Linked DNA regions of Zea mays: region 1 is linked to region 2. A link is a contact called in public Hi-C data. All regions are on one chromosome and are shown on one strand. The core of a region is the stretch at or near the end of the contact, and the rest is flanking DNA. Distances in the headings are between cores, read along the strand shown.

Evidence for each region. Hi-C and Micro-C count contacts between places; a contact is called where the count stands out from the background.
Region 1: a Hi-C map of ear shows a contact between it and region 2, with 2.5 times the contacts expected there. The contact joins the enhancer-like site here to the promoter of LOC103640983 in region 2. A contact is called at or near these places in 2 of 25 Hi-C or Micro-C datasets (ear and leaf).

What each region holds. Positions count from the first base shown.
Region 1 is chr10:28,341,416-28,344,194 of Zm-B73-REFERENCE-NAM-5.0, forward strand. No RefSeq gene overlaps it. Among protein-coding and RNA genes, the nearest start is that of LOC100280658, 64 kb to the right of the region's middle. Within about 2 kb of position 1,471, at least 18 of the 20 cell types and tissues checked have an H3K27ac peak or open chromatin away from gene starts, as enhancers often do. A contact at or near this core is called in ear and leaf, where this site is marked.
Region 2 is chr10:28,127,460-28,130,468 of Zm-B73-REFERENCE-NAM-5.0, forward strand. LOC103640983 (disease resistance protein RPM1) reads left to right here and starts at 1,667. Exons shown (of 3, transcript XM_008664412.3): 1 at 1,667-1,996.

The DNA of each region.
Region 1 (2,779 bases), core at 221-2,720, 210 kb after region 2:
TGTACACACATGGTATTCCATTCCATGCTTGTGACAATGATGAGTTCAAGGAAATGGTTGAGGCTATTGGTCGATTTGGCCCTAGTTTTCTGCCACCATCTCAACATCATTATAGAGAGAAGCTGCTAGAAGAGGAGCATGCTAGAACTAAAAGCTTGTTGCAAGACCGTGAAGACGAGAAGAACAAGTATGGCTGCTTTGTTATGACTGATGCTTGGATAGATATGAAGAGGAGAAGCATCATGAACATTTGTACACATACCACTACAGGGACAAGTTTTATTGTAACACCCTAAAATTCTATTTTGAGATTTAGAAGAGACTCAAAAAATGAAACAAGGGAGAAGATCATTATAGAAGTAAATAATATATTTATGAATGTCCTCTAAAAATTTTAAAGTCTAAGTATCCTTTGATAAACATCATGCCTTAGAGATTATTTTTAGAGTAAGTATTTGTATGTGTATGAAATGTATATTTAAAAGCATTTGTTTGAAAAGATAAGTAAAAATAAATAAATAAAATTTATGTTGAGGTTCTTTGTTTGCTGCATCTAGCTAGTGTTTAAAATTCAGAACAAATTTATACTTGGTTTTGAATTTGAAATTGGGAACACAAAATAGAAAAGGAAAATACAAAACAGAAAAAAGCCTCGCTGGGCCGAATCTGCCCATCAGCCCGGGAAACCCATCATCGGGCGGCCCATCTCGCCTGCACAACGCGCGCTGTGCCCACACTACCCGACCGGTGGGTCCAGAAGCGCAGACACTCATCGCCTCGGACAGCTCCGCACCGCGCGTGCCCCCACTCCGTTCTCTCACTACCGATTGGGTCCCATGGGTCAGGCCGGGTCTTCCTTCTTCCCTGGGTTGTTGCGCCTGGGCCGACTTCCTCGCCGAGGAAAGCTCACCGGCCGCGTCCTAACCTCACATGGTCGGGAGGTCGGGAATCGTCGCCCTCCATAAATTCGAACCCCACCGCCACCTCGGACTGCTTCTATCAAGTCACTGTGCCGCCACAATAGAGAAACATCGCGGCAAGGGAGGAAGAGAAGCCATCGTTGACAAACCAGGTGCTCCCCGCCGTCGCGACCCCGATGTCGAGCCTACAAGCTTCGCCGGACCAAAAGAAGGGTGCCTATGGCCTCTGCGCGCGTGATTGGTTGCCGAGGACCTCAGAATTTCTCGTCGGCGTCAGGTGGGCACAATCGATCCGTGTCGTGTCGTGGTCAGGGGATTTCCTGCTTCAGGACATCGGTACAACAACCTTACTCGATCCGCCTCCGTCTTCTCCTCACATAGCACCGAGCCGGGATCGAAATAGGTTATTGGAAGGGAATTTGGGTTACTCCAGCGTGCCTCCGTCGTGTGTGCTGGGCGGCGCCACCGTCGCTTGCTATGAGGATGCGAGGGAGGGCGCTGGGTGTAGATTTGGGCGCGAGCGACCGAGATTAGACCAAGCATATCGATTCGAGTTGAGGGCGCGGGTGCGTTCGATCGCGATCGGACGGATCCGGGGTAATCACGAGTGTTTTAAATCCATGTCGTTGGCGTTGAATCCGACGCAAAAAACGGCGTACTTGTTCGCTTGAATCAGGATCTGATCTGATCCTTTGATTCCGGATCTAGTGGCCCTTGATGGACGATACCCTTTCGGGTTTGGAAAGGTTTAAATAAACACCTCGACTTTTCTGCAATCAACCCGCCATCCGGTTACACCTAGAAATAATTAGATATAGGTCATTTTATTTATGTTTGAGCCCCTAGAACTTCCTGTAATCATGGCCTCAGTCCAGTCAACCGGGAAAACAATAAAAATAAATGCAAAAGTCACTTTTTAGTGCAAAAATAATGTCTTCATCTTAGAAAAGTCATAACTTCATTGTTGTAACTCCAAATTGACCCATTCCATTTGCATTGGACGCTTAATAATATTGTTTACCAGTTAGGAACCTTATTTTACTATGTAGCTTAGTGATAAAAATAACACTCATTTGGTTTTATATTTAACACTTAAAACTTCATAAAGCCATATCTTTTCAACCATAACTCCAATTTTAGTGATTCTCAAACATGCGATCTCGTTACGATGCGTAGATAATTATTATTCAATACTACTCTATATGTTAGCAGTGTAGGCGTGCACACTGGCTGTTCTGCCATCGCGCGCTCCGCCTCCCTCCCCGCGCCCGCACTCCCCGCCGCAGTCCCCGCATCCGCGCCCGCAGTCCCGCCGCGCCCGCAGCCGAGCACTCCACGCAGCCGAGCAGTCCCACCGTGCCCGCAGTCCCGCAGTCCCGCCGCGCCGCCGCGCTCGCGCTTCCCCGCGACAGCCGCCATGCGCCCTATCTCCGTCGTGCCTACGCCTCCTCCCCCGCCCGCCCGAGACCCGCTAAGTTTCCCTTCCTTACACGACGAGGTCCACCATCAGCGCCCCCTTCCCTGGTGAGCCACAGCCGTCCACGTTCCTGGCCATCGGCGACCTCCCTTCTCTAGCCCTTGGCGGCGAGCCAACACCTCCTCCCCATGGCTGCCCCCCAGACCCCAGTCCCGTCCGCGCATCCGCTCCCCCGTCAGCGACGCACCTATTCTCCCCGACGTCACCCATGGCGTGGACAGCGACCTCCCTCACCCTGCACTCTGGTATGTTGCCGTGTTGCCCGCCTCCTTTCCCTGCGCCGGCGCAGCCCCCTGTCGCCGCGGCCCCTTCCCCAAACAGCACGGCACCATGATGCCTGCACTCTCCTTCCCCGGCTCCGCTTCATTGCACGCGGCGCCCC
Region 2 (3,009 bases), core at 417-2,916:
GTGATCGGGGGAGAGAGGGAAAGGGTTGAAAAAGACCCGTCCTTAAGTGGACTCCTCAACGGGGACTAGGCCTTCGAGGGCCGAACCTCGGTAAAACAAATCACCCGTGTCCATTGTGTTTCTTGCTTGTGATTTGTTTGTTTTCCCTTGCTATAAGTTTTCTTGCACCATTATTTGCTAATATCATTTGGTGTTGCTTCAAGTTAAAATTCCCTTTTAGTGAAGCAACTCTTCGCAAGAAAGAACTTGACTTAGTGCTCTTCTCATCTAAGACTTCTTGCTTTGTTATTCCATAACTTATTACTTGTATTGATTTATCTCTCCCGCATTATTTAGCAATACTCTTTTCAAGCAAGAACTTAGTTTGTATACTCCTATATTTATATCTTGTTCTAACCACTAATCAAGGGATCTAGTTGGGGGATAAAGTTTTAATTTTCAGGTTTCGCCTATCCACCCCCCCTCTAGGCGACTTTCAGTCCTCTAGATACTAAAGCGACTTCAGAGGACAGTCAAAAAGCGACTGCTGTCCTCTAGATGCTAAAGAGACTACAGAGGACAGTCAAGCTGTCCTCTAGATGCTAAAGGACTACAGAGGACAGTCAAAAGCGACTGCTGTCTTCTAGATGTTCAAGACTTATTCCATCACGGTACGCCGTGTTGTGGGACCCTATGCCCGCAGCGCTAGGCCCAAGTGTCATAACTGTAGTCACGCTTACCCCAACGTGTCCATGACGTTCTACACGAGCAGTGCGCACGATGGTAGCAGTAGCTAAAACAATAGGTATTGCGTCATCATTTTTCATAGAGATGAAGCCTTGTCGTCATCGAGCAACGAAGTGGGGTCAGTGGAACTACCAGATTGACTTCTTTGCAACCTTTCAACAAGCCAAGGACTTGCACGGTTCACCATTCTTTATGGAGGTCTTTATCATAGCAGCTTGGCAAATCTGGAAGCAAAGAAACAATTTTATCTTTGACAGGGGACGACCATCTTTCCTTGGCTGGAAAAAGAATTCCGCGCCGAAGCTCTTCTGCAAGCTAACCGCTTTTCTGAAGAGAAATCAACTCTTTTCTCCTCGCTTATAAATTCCTATAGATAGCAGATAGTTCTTTTCCCTGTGCTTTAGTTAGTTTACTTCTGGTTTGTCTTGGGAGCGACTGTTCATGCTCTTTGTCCGCTTTCTTCTTTATATTAATAAATATCTACCACAGCAGAAGCTTCCCCTCCTGTACATTTTTTTTAAAAAGCAACGAAGTGGGGGCTGTAAAGGTGCTGAAGGAGACAACGTTACATGGGGACGGGCAGCGTGGATGTTGGGCAATGAGCAGTGCTAAAGGATCAATGGGGAAGAGGTGCAATGGTTTAAAGACGGCCGAGCCATTACGCTGACCATGTCGTGGGGTGGACCAATGAGTTAGGTGGGGCCTCCGAATATAAAAGAAAACGATTTAATCCTATGAACAGTGGATGTGGTTAATATTTTGAAAATTTTTGATGGAACAAATTTTAAAAATCTGGGATGGGAGGAAATTTTGGATTGAATTAGGGAATCTATAGATCTTTATAAATCTATTCGCCTCCTATATCTTTTTGTGTAAGGATTCCAGGTTTTTGACACTGAATAATTGCTTAGCTAAATCTAGTTGACCTAGTTGCTTGCAGGTGCAAGTTGGCAAGTAGTGTAATCTGTCAGTCAAGAATAGTTCTCAACAACCTTCATCAAGTTCCAGTCTTAACGACCGAGCAACGACTGCGACAGTTCAGCTAATTGACAGCCTTGCATTGCTTCTCATAGGCTTATCTTCGCCAACTGGGCGAAATGTCAGCTTTTGACTTATTTATATGACTTGCCTTCTCATTTCCCCTAGCCTTCCACTGCAAACTCACATTCATCACACACTCTCGTCGCTGGACAGCGTTCATCCACCAATTCAACGTTTGCGCCATCTCAGCCTTCTGTCGTTTCCATCATGGCTTGAAGCTGCAGATAAGGTATGGTTTCTCCTCGGTCCTCACACGTTCGTCAAGTCCTGCAAGCAGCAGATGAGACCCCACGTCCGAGTCCAGCAGCAGTTCTGCTTGGATACTTGAGATTCATGTCACCAAATCAACTCGGCTTAATATCCGATTTCATCTGTGCAGAGAAAGCTATGATATGTGTTTGCTCGTTTTCTGAACATGTGTGTTTTTTACTCTGTTTCTCCAATTATTTCTTTTTTTAGAAAGGACGGTAAAAGCTTTGCCGCAAATTTTATTGGATGAAAGAAAGGAAAATAAACTGTACAAGGAATTACAGAGGAACAACCACAATCACGCGTCACGCCCCACTCTACTGAACAACTCAAAAGGCCTAAACAAAAGAAGTCAGGCGTGCGCTCCATAATTATTTCACTGCAGTATTTAGGAGAATATCTGTTGACCTTTTGGATTCAACATCTGAGATTCCAAATTAAAGTAGCAAATAATGTTGACTGACAGTCTGACAGAGGAGGAAATCTTTGTGAAGATTTGTTAACCAGACTGATTGTAACTGTATAATTCGTTTCTTAGAATTAAATTCTATAGAGGAAAATCTAGGATTCTTAACACAGGAAATCATCTTTGGTTGTATGTGGTAGTGGTTCCCATGACATATGGTTGTGAACAGAACATCGTAGGCAAGTGTAGTGATTGAAAAGACTGGACATTTAGCTAAGTTTAGATCAAGCAGTATACTTAGCTTTCTGGTTTCTCTGGAATTGGAAAGCCCAAAGCAGCAAGCTTACTCCATTTTAGTTTATTTGAGCCCAAGAAATAAACAAAAATCAATTTCAATTTCAGAACGTTGAATTCAATAAAATAGAAAACCAGGCATCCCACTCTTTTCGTTCAAGTACAGAGATCCTTCTACTTAGGTACCCTGTAAAGACATTCTATTATCATATTCCCTGGATGGATGATGCCTGTACCCGATACTCTGAGCTTTTGTATGGTCTTATTTGAGAGACAACCATGCATAGTTTGCG